3 separate regions of the Mus musculus genome follow, and all the other regions are linked to region 1. The links are chromatin contacts, called in public HiChIP or PLAC-seq and promoter capture Hi-C maps. All regions are on one chromosome and are shown on one strand. The core of a region is the stretch at or near the end of the contact, and the rest is flanking DNA. Distances in the headings are between cores, read along the strand shown. Region 1 holds the start of Wnt6 (wingless-type MMTV integration site family, member 6). Region 2 holds the start of Des (desmin). Region 3 holds the start of Obsl1 (obscurin-like 1).

What was found. Promoter capture Hi-C pulls out the DNA fragments that hold promoters and counts their contacts. HiChIP or PLAC-seq counts read pairs in DNA pulled down with a chosen protein or histone mark.
Region 2: a contact with region 1 is called in a promoter capture Hi-C map of embryonic stem cells. The contact joins the promoter of Des here to the promoter of Wnt6 in region 1. A contact is called at or near these places in 3 of 39 promoter capture datasets (embryonic stem cells and liver) and 1 of 115 datasets of contacts at active chromatin or transcription factors (pancreatic cancer cells).
Region 3: a contact with region 1 is called in an H3K4me3 HiChIP or PLAC-seq map of bone marrow-derived macrophages, with 3 times the contacts expected there. The contact joins the promoter of Obsl1 here to the promoter of Wnt6 in region 1. A contact is called at or near these places in 1 of 39 promoter capture datasets (liver), 1 of 115 datasets of contacts at active chromatin or transcription factors (bone marrow-derived macrophages) and 1 of 9 other capture datasets (liver).

What each region holds. Positions count from the first base shown.
Region 1 is chr1:74,770,374-74,773,615 of GRCm38.p6, forward strand. It overlaps Wnt6 (wingless-type MMTV integration site family, member 6), which reads left to right and starts at 1,519. Exons shown (of 4, transcript NM_009526.3): 1 at 1,519-1,849. The coding sequence starts at 1,773.
Region 2 is chr1:75,358,813-75,362,002 of GRCm38.p6, forward strand. Des (desmin) reads left to right here and starts at 1,480. Exons shown (of 9, transcript NM_010043.2): 1 at 1,480-2,180. The coding sequence starts at 1,606. RefSeq lists cis regulatory regions at 1-2,128, 1-1,591, 544-1,712, 987-1,153, an enhancer at 543-942, silencers at 942-987, 1,154-1,441 and a promoter at 1,442-1,522.
Region 3 is chr1:75,504,414-75,507,739 of GRCm38.p6, forward strand. Obsl1 (obscurin-like 1) reads right to left here and starts at 2,039. Exons shown (of 20, transcript NM_178884.5): 1 at 800-2,039. The coding sequence starts at 1,811. Inha (inhibin alpha) reads left to right here and starts at 2,664. Exons shown (of 2, transcript NM_010564.5): 1 at 2,664-3,105. The coding sequence starts at 2,835.

The DNA of each region.
Region 1 (3,242 bases), core at 269-2,768:
CTCCTTATTCAGGACCTTTGACACCCAGAATCCTCATTAGGACTCCCAGAAAACCCAAGGCCTTATTTGTTTGTGTCTAGGCTCCGGTTTTTCCATCCCTTCTCCCTGCTATTCATCTTCTTTCCTCAGATCTGCTCCCCCTCCTGATGTAGGCATCTGTGGCCTTCTCCTGCCTTCTTTCTGGTCCCCCAGTCTCATCTTTGCCCATTTGCCCCACTCTCTGGACGACTCTCTGGACCGGCCCTCCTCTTTGCTCACCAGCGGTGTTTGTCTATCTTGGCACTGTTCTCCGTTTCCACTTCTAAATTCCTCCCCACCCCAAACGACAAGGAACTTTCCCCTCTGGTGTGAAATTTCTGCCACGTGGGCTTAAGGTCCCCTGTTTAAGGTTGATGGGCCCTCTAGATAGCGGTGGCGGGGAAATTGGCTCCTGCTTCGGAATGTCCGCACCACCTGTCCCTCTGCACTCCTGGGGCACGTCGGGGGGCCTCTGCCCCAGGCCAGAGCAGCAGAGGCTGCCGCCCGCTGCCAGCCGCTTGGCTTGATGAATGGAGCTGTCCCTCCTCCCCACGAGGCCTTTGATCTCCCCCCGTGGGGAGGGGGTCAGGGGCATCAAAGACATTTTTGTGGCATTAGAGAATCAGATAAACGCCATCTCACCTGCAGCTGGCTCTCCCACCCCTTCTGCCCTGGCCAAGTTGGGGGAGGAACTTGAGGCTCCAGGAACCCGCGGACAAGTGAGACCTGACCACAGCCAGCGCTGACCCCTCTTCTCTTGGAAGTCAGCAACCTCGGCCCTCCGCCACGTTTATGAGTAGCGAATACTGGAGCGCAGGCCCTGGAGAGGTTCCACTTGCTGTCTTATCTCCCCCACACTGTCCGCCCCCAACATCGGCTGGCTGCGGCTGCAAGGCTAGGGAGCTAGAACCCAGGCCTCGGGCTCGTTCCCTTGCTGGGACAGAGGCTGAAGAAGGGGCAAAAGACGCGGGAGTTGGTAACGCCTCCTAAGTTCGTTGGGCTGGCGATCCAGTTGGACAGCCTTCTACCGAGCATCCTGCGCCCCCGGCCGACTTCCTCCCTGGCCCCCATCTGTATATCCCTACGTACTGTTCCCTCCCCCCAAACTCCCTCATTCCTGGGAAGTTTTCTCTCTTTACAGTCAACAAACCTGTCAAACGTCTCCCAGCCAGTCCCCCTTCCCCAGTTCTTCCTCCCTCCCCCCCTTACCCTTCTCGACTATTCATCCCGCCCCTCCATGCCCCAGGTCCAGGGATGGCAGGGGACAACCCCGCAGAGGCTAGGAGAGGGGCAGGCGGGCGGGACCCGCACCCGTGAGCGCGCGGCCCCGCCCCAGCACCCGCCCTCCGCTGCGCTCTGCGCCCGCCGCCCCGGGGCGCACGGCTCCCTCCCAAGAGTCCCGCCGCCTGACTGTCGCAACTGCCACCCCCGTGGCCCCCCTGTCCCCCTCCCCCGCCCACGCTTCGGCCCCGCTCCCCTCCCACCCCCGCCCCCGGCTCTGATTTCTTCTCTCCAGCGAGCTCCGCAGGAGACACAGGCGCTGGCTGCTGGGTCCGCTCTCCGCCTCCGCCGCGCCCTCCTCGCCCGGGATGGGCCCCCCCGCCGCCACCGCCGCCGGAGCCCTAGTCTCCGGGCCGCCGCCTCGGTCGCCGCGTTTGCCCTGAAGCCCGGTGCCCGCGCGCCCCGGCTCACCCCGCAGCTTCACTCCCCACCCCCAGCCGCCTCCCCGGCCAGACTGCGGTAGAGCTCTCAGGATGCTGCCGCCGGTGCCCTCCCGCCTCGGACTGCTGCTGCTGCTCTTGTGCCCCGCGCACGTCGATGGACTGTGGTGGTGAGTGCTGAGTGGGACTGTCTCCCGCGCAGCTCCAAACACCAGAGGGTGGGGACCCAGAGCCAGTCTTGGGACTTGGCACAGCGATCCTGCTGCCTTCAGGCTCTACCCGCTCCAGGATCCCAGCTATCGGGAGGTTGCACCGGGACCCTCGCAGACAGTTCCTTTCGGGTCTCTGCCCGAGCACTTCTGAAGTGCCACTTTGACGTTCTGTACCCCTGGATACTCTATTGTGTTTTCTTCCCGTATAGTCTTCCTTCCCCCAAAGAAATGTGTCCAATTCGCATCATCAAGGAGTTGGCAGATAGGTAGGGAAGAGCTGTTGGACATCATGAAATCCATAGTGAGAGATTGGGTGAGAACGGGGTGAGGAGGGGTGGGGACGGGCGAGAAGGGCCCTCGAGCTAGATTTGGGGAACAGACAGGAACAAGGTGGAAAGCTCTAAGACAGAGAGAGTCAAACGGCTGCCTCTTGCCCGCGCCTCATTGCCTACCACCTCACCATTGCTGGCCCCTTCAGCATTGGCAGTAGTACAGGAATAGGGAATGCAAATGGGGAAACTGAGTCAGGACTCTGACTTCTCTGCTTTTCCCATAGCGAGTAAGAAAGACAGAGGGGAGATCCCGGAGGCCCTCTCTTCCAGAACTGGGAAGTAAGGAATTTTTTTTTTTTTTTTAATGTGTAGCGGAGGAGGTGTAGGAACTCTTGAGAGCGATCTGATGAAGCCAGTAGGAGCCTGGCCAGCCGAGAGATGGGGTAAATTCTCAGATCCGAACTCTGGGATTTAGCCAGAGCAGACACCTAGACTTCGAGGGTTTCCAAAGCTTTGAGCCTTGAGGGGAAGGACAGAGGAGGGGCAGCGGGGGTGGGGGGCGCCAGGACAACTCAGATCCAAATCTTCAAGACTTTTTTCCTCTTAGTTTTTTAGAGCCACAAACACCCGCCCGGAATAGTTCAGTGTTCAGAGAGGAGGAGGAGGGATTTGGGCAAGAGTGCTGATAGATTAGCCAACCCTAAGAAAGCAAGGACTTCTACATTTGCATATAGCCCCGCCATTGGCTGAATTTCTACCCTCTCAGCCCTCTCACCCGCCTTCGCGGCTTTGGACCCAGGGGTGGGGCAGGCCCATCCCTCTCTTCAACAGAGATTGAGTACTATGCCCACACAGGAAGCTGCTGGCCGCTATCCTTCCGCGACGCGGGAAAGACATCCTCGTGGGTGTCAGTGAGAGGGCTAATACAAGATCCAGGTTCGGGTTAGGAAACATGCGCCTTGAGTTCTTGCTGCAACGCAGTATTTAGCAGTTTTGACAGATGTATCTAATCCCAGTTTAATCTGTGGTCTTGGGTGAATCATTTTCCCACCTTGACCTACAAACTCTCAGCTTTTAAA
Region 2 (3,190 bases), core at 230-2,729, 590 kb after region 1:
CTAGACCCTGTAGTCAGGCTACCTCACTATGCTACGCTACGCAAATGGCATTTATGTGGCCCCTGCTTCACGATGCTATCGGAGAACTGGGGAGTCACAGGCGTGGTGTTCCCAGCAGGGATCAGTACATATAAGGCATTATTGTTATTGTTGGTGTATGCTTTATTGTCTCCCTGGCCTGTTCAAAGGCTCATTGCACAGTCATGCGAAGCTGTTTGGCCCCCACTCTATGACTAAGGACCCTGAGAGGTAGGGAGGACAAGGACATGCCTTTTGGCACCGCTTTCTCTCTGACCAGCCCTGGGTAGGACTACGGCTCCTAATCCAGGGCTCCATTTCCAAGGTTGAGCTATGGACCCCTAATCTAGTACTCTATCTCCAGGGTTTGTGTTCTAGGAGGGTCAGGGCTCAGTGAAGAGCTGCAGCAAGGTGCACAGAGAAATGTAGATGCCCTTAGGGGTCGGTGTGCGCCTTGTGCTTCAGGGAAGAGAGAGGCGAACACACCCCAGGCCTTCATCTCTGTTGGGGTCCTGGAGTGACTGAAGCTTGTCGCTGTCAGCCTTCCTTGACACCTCTGTCTCCTCAGGTGCCTGGCTCCCAGTCCCCAGAACGCCTCTCCTGTACCTTGCTTCCTAGCTGGGCCTTTCCTTCTCCTCTATAAATACCAGCTCTGGTATTTCGCCTTGGCAGCTGTTGCTGCTAGGGAGACGGCTGGCTTGACATGCATCTCCTGACAAAACACAAACCCGTGGTGTGAGTGGGTGTGGGCGGTGTGAGTAGGGGGATGAATCAGAGAGGGGGCGAGGGAGACAGGGGCGCAGGAGTCAGGCAAAGGCGATGCGGGGGTGCGACTACACGCAGTTGGAAACAGTCGTCAGAAGATTCTGGAAACTATCTTGCTGGCTATAAACTTGAGGGAAGCAGAAGGCCAACATTCCTCCCAAGGGAAACTGAGGCTCAGAGTTAAAACCCAGGTATCAGTGATATGCATGTGCCCCGGCCAGGGTCACTCTCTGACTAACCGGTACCTACCCTACAGGCCTACCTAGAGACTCTTTTGAAAGGATGGTAGAGACCTGTCCGGGCTTTGCCCACAGTCGTTGGAAACCTCAGCATTTTCTAGGCAACTTGTGCGAATAAAACACTTCGGGGGTCCTTCTTGTTCATTCCAATAACCTAAAACCTCTCCTCGGAGAAAATAGGGGGCCTCAAACAAACGAAATTCTCTAGCCCGCTTTCCCCAGGATAAGGCAGGCATCCAAATGGAAAAAAAGGGGCCGGCCGGGGGTCTCCTGTCAGCTCCTTGCCCTGTGAAACCCAGCAGGCCTGCCTGTCTTCTGTCCTCTTGGGGCTGTCCAGGGGCGCAGGCCTCTTGCGGGGGAGCTGGCCTCCCCGCCCCCTCGCCTGTGGCCGCCCTTTTCCTGGCAGGACAGAGGGATCCTGCAGCTGTCAGGGGAGGGGCGCCGGGGGGTGATGTCAGGAGGGCTACAAATAGTGCAGACAGCTAAGGGGCTCCGTCACCCATCTTCACATCCACTCCAGCCGGCTGCCCGCCCGCTGCCTCCTCTGTGCGTCCGCCCAGCCAGCCTCGTCCACGCCGCCACCATGAGCCAGGCCTACTCGTCCAGCCAGCGCGTGTCCTCCTACCGCCGCACCTTCGGCGGCGCCCCGGGCTTCTCTCTGGGCTCCCCGCTGAGCTCTCCCGTGTTCCCTCGAGCAGGCTTCGGTACCAAGGGCTCCTCGAGTTCAATGACATCCCGCGTGTACCAGGTGTCGCGCACGTCGGGCGGGGCTGGAGGCTTGGGGTCGCTGCGGTCTAGCCGGCTGGGGACCACCCGAGCGCCATCCTATGGCGCGGGCGAGCTGCTGGACTTCTCCCTGGCCGACGCTGTGAACCAGGAGTTCCTGGCCACGCGCACCAACGAGAAGGTGGAGCTGCAAGAGCTCAATGACCGCTTCGCCAACTACATCGAGAAGGTGCGCTTCTTGGAGCAGCAGAACGCCGCGCTCGCCGCCGAGGTCAACCGGCTCAAGGGCCGCGAACCGACTCGGGTCGCCGAGCTCTACGAGGAGGAGATGCGCGAGCTGCGGCGCCAGGTGGAGGTGCTCACCAACCAGCGCGCCCGGGTCGACGTGGAGCGTGACAACCTGATAGACGACCTGCAGAGGCTCAAGGCCAAGTGAGGGCCTCCCAGATCTTTCCCCTCACCCCCGTCCCCAGCAGCCCCCCTCCCCCTCGCCTGAGACCCTCCCTCCTCAGCCCATGTTTGGAAAAGGTCATTCCCCGGTGTTCGCTAAGTAGAGATCTTTCCTGGCCCCTTCTATGTAACACTGGAGTAGTAGTCTTGGGAAGGTAGACAGAAGAAATGGGGGAAATGGGGGAAATGGGGGAACCTTGCCTAGTGCACGGTGGGCAGCTGCCTGTGAAAGGATGCTAAGTTGCTAGAGTGATGATGACCATAGTCAAGGAAAGGGTCAGAGCACGTTCTGAGGGAGAAGCGAGGCTGATGAGAGCCTGGAAGGATGGATGGGCTGGGAAGAGCAGGAGGGAAGCCAGGCAGTAGTTTTAAGCTTAGCTGTGATGAGGCCCAAGGGAGGGGCGGGGATGGGGGTGGGGTGGGGGCTAGGCCCCTGGGCCTAGCTGAGGTAATGTTATTGCACTTGGTAAATGGACAGGTTTGAGTAAAGGGGACAGTGGATAAAGGCTGTGACCCATTCCACCACGATCCAGTAAAAGAGGCTGAATAATCCGGATATGGGGGCACCCCCTGTAATTCCAGCACTAGGGAGGATGATACAGAACTGCCATGAGTTCTAGGCAAGCCTAGGATACGGAGCAAATACAAGGCCAACCGGGCCTACTTAGCAAGATTTGTTTTAGAAAATTAAAAAAGTTTATTTAAACAAACAAACAAACAAAAACAGAAAAGACTCCGTACATCATGACGGTCCTGTTTCTGTTTACCCAGATGAGCAGTGTCACCTTCTTGCCACCAAAGTCACAGACATTTATTTAGCTCCTACATGGGTCAGGCTAAGCCTGGGAACACAGAGGTGGATAAAATAAAACAGAGTTCCTAACCCCGGGGAGGTCAGACTATCTGGGACACAAGACTTCAAGGGAGTGGCTCCAGGGTTGAGACAGAGCCACTTCCTGCTCCACCCCCCCGTAGGCGGGGCTTCTGCTGCT
Region 3 (3,326 bases), core at 789-3,288, 730 kb after region 1:
GTTTCTCACTGGCCTGGCAAGTCTGAGCAGGACGCAGTGAGGACACTGTCACAGCTCGGATACCACACACTTGGTTAAGTGTCAGGCAGGACTCAAGGGAACTTCCCAAGCATGTTTTCCTTGAAGGAACAAGTTGGGCAATCACCAGTGAAAATGTAACCCCTCAAATCGTGGTGGTCAAGTCCTATTAAGGGGAGCCTTAGCTTCCAATGTGACTCGAGAGTGCCTTGTTTTCTCTGGATTTTCTGTTCATGGGTACTGAAAACGTGTAAGGTCACCTCTCCCCCCCATCTCTTTTGCTTTCATCTTCTTTGAAACTTAAAAGAATCCAGACTGGCTGGTGTTTTTCCTCTGACACATCCACCTCTCCTGTGAATGAGCAGTGGCTGCTGGGAGGTTTGCACCAGCCTTCCTAACAGATTCCGGGCCCCCGAAGCTGTGAACACAGCCTCCACTCCAAATGTGTGTTTTCAATACAGCAGCCCCCTTTTTCTCACCGATTAGCATATTATAAATTTAGCCCTAGTTATTTACTCCCACAACATGCTCCTATTATTTTACAGATATTGCTACCAATGGGAATCCAGTTGGGAAAGAAGGCCTAAAAGAAAGAATAAAGGATAAGAATGTTCTAGGATTGTTAAGATTTACACAGTCTATTCCTTGGCTTAGTGGTTTTTACCACCTGGGTAGCTGGCTAAGAAATTCATCAGTGTACTGGAATTCAATATTCCTCCGGACATGGGGGTGGACATGAGCAAGAAGGACCTCTGGGGGCACTGGAAGCACGGTGCTCTACCTTTCACGTGCAGCTGGACCGCGCTTAGGGTCTGGCCCGCCGAGTTGCGCGCCGCGCACACGTAGAGCCCACGGTCCTTGGCCTGGCAGTAGAGCACCTTAAGTACAAAGCCGCCGTCGCGGTCGCGGTACATGAGGCGGCGGCGATCGGGGAGCAGAGGGCGGCCCTCCAAGTGCCATTCGATCTCGGGCTCAGGTTTGCCCATCACGTAGCAGCGGAATTTGGCGTGCTTGCCCTCGTTCACCCAGAAGGTCTTGGGCGCGCCTTTGAGCGGCTCCAACACGGGTTTGGGGTTCTCATCGGGATCCTGGGGCGGGCTCTCGCGGGGCTGGTGCACCTGGAGCAGCGCGCCCGCCTGCGCGTGGCCGTGCGCGTTGCGGGCGTGACACACGTACACCCCGGAATCGGGCAGCCGTGCCGCCAGGATGCGCAACGTCAGGCTCGCGCCCTCGTCACTCGCGCCGCGGCCGGGCTCCAGCTTGAAGTGGCTGCTGTCCCATACTTCGTCCAAGGCCATCCCATCCTTCTCCCAGTACAGCTTGGGCTCCGGAAGGCCTCCCACCTGGCACGTCAGCACCACCTCCTCCCCTCGCAGCACCCACTGGGACTGGGGCCCCGTCAGGAACTTCGGGGCGCCCTCCCCGGTGCCCGGTGTTGGCAGCGGACACTCGGAGGACTCGGGCTCCGGCTCGGGGGCCGGGGGTTCCAGCACGGTGACGGCGGCCGCCGCGTAGGCCTCTCCGGCCGCGTTGCGGGCGCGGCACACGTAGACCCCGGCGTCGGTGGGCAGCGCGCCGCTCAGCAGCAGGCCGTGCTCGGCGCCGTCCTCCGGAAAGCTTAGGCGCTCGGAGGCCACCAGCTGCTGCCCGCCTTTCTCCCACACGACAGTGGGCGGCGGCTCTCCCAGGACCACGCATTTGAGCTCGGCCTCCGCTCCACTTACCACCCGCACGGGCCGCGGGAAGCGTAGGAAACACGGGGGGCTCCCCTGATCCCCTGATCCGGCCTTCATTGCGGCCGCTGCAGATGGCTCGCCTGGGCGCGCGGGAAGGCCGGGAGCCGAGACCAGGGCGTGGCGGAGCGGGCGCCGGGACCGGTGGGACTCCTGTGACCGCTCGCCTCTTTACCCTGGACCCTGGCCGCAGCCCTGCTACGCGGCAATTCCCGGGCCGGGAGCCCAGAGCTCAGGGGGCTGTCCTTCCTGTTTGCCTGCTCAGCGAGGGGCCCTACAGCCTAGACTGCCCGCGGCCGGGCTTCCTGCTCTTGGGAGTCTCTCTTTCCAGCCCCCTCCCACAGCCTGGGCCTCTTTCTCCTCCCTCCCTCCCACCTCCGGCCTCCAGGTCTCCAACTGCGGGCCTGGCTTGGGCTTGAGTGACTTTGTCGCCTGCAGCTGCCAATCCCAAAAATATTCTCTGATGACACAGCTGGAGGACAAGAGCTCAGACTGGCTCCTCCAGGCTAAGTATAGAGCAGGCGGGACCACCTGCCCTCGGCCCAGAGCCTCAACCCTAGGTCTACCCTCCCACGTTGGCCTAGCAGCTGCTAGGATTGAAAAGAGCGCCAGAAAGTCTGAGGGGGGTGGTGCATTCTGTCCTTCTGACAAATGATTTGATGACTGGTCAACCTTAAGCACCCAGGCACCTGTGGTACCTGATGTAGATTCTATGTGTGTGTGTGTGTGTGTGTGTGTGTGTGTGTGTGTGTGTGTGTGTGTGTATTTGAGGAGTGGGTTGTATGCTTGCCTGAATGGGTCAGGTCACTTGGGGTGAATACCCATCACAGCCCCTTCCCCCACATTCTTGGCGGGAGTGGGAGATAAGGCTCAGGGCCACAGACATCTGCGTCAGAGATAGGAGGTCTCAATGCCATGGGCAGGGGCGACTGGGACTGTGGGGCGTGGGAAGGACTGGGGGAGACTGGGGTGAGAAGGGTAGAAGAAGGCCAGCAGTGGGATGGGGAGGGGACAGTGGGGAGGTCCTAGACAGAAAGGGCACAGGGCAGCGTGTGGGTTCCCTGTCATCAGGGCAAGTGAACTATGGTGAGCCAGCGGTCTCTGCTGCTCCTTTTGCTGTTGACCCTACGGGATGTGGACAGCTGCCAGGGACCCGAACTTGTCCGGGAGCTCGTCCTGGCCAAGGTGAAGGCTCTATTCCTAGATGCCTTGGGGCCCCCAGCAATGGATGGGGAAGGTGGGGATCCTGGAATAAGGCGTCTGCCTCGAAGACATGCCGTTGGGGGTTTCATGCACAGGACCTCTGAACCAGAGGAGGAAGATGTCTCCCAGGCTATCCTTTTCCCAGCTACAGGTAATGAAGTTGGGGATTGGCAGGTCAACTTTGAAGAGTAGCCGGTACCTACTTCATGGGCTTGGGAATCAGGCAGCTCTGGGTATGAATGGCAGCCCCACAACTCAGCTGGCTTTGCGGCAAGGGGCCAGTTCCTAAGCCCCTCTGATCGACATCAAACAGGTGGTAGCCTCTACCTCAACATCAGATAGGTGGTAGCCTCTACTTCTCAAGCGGGACTG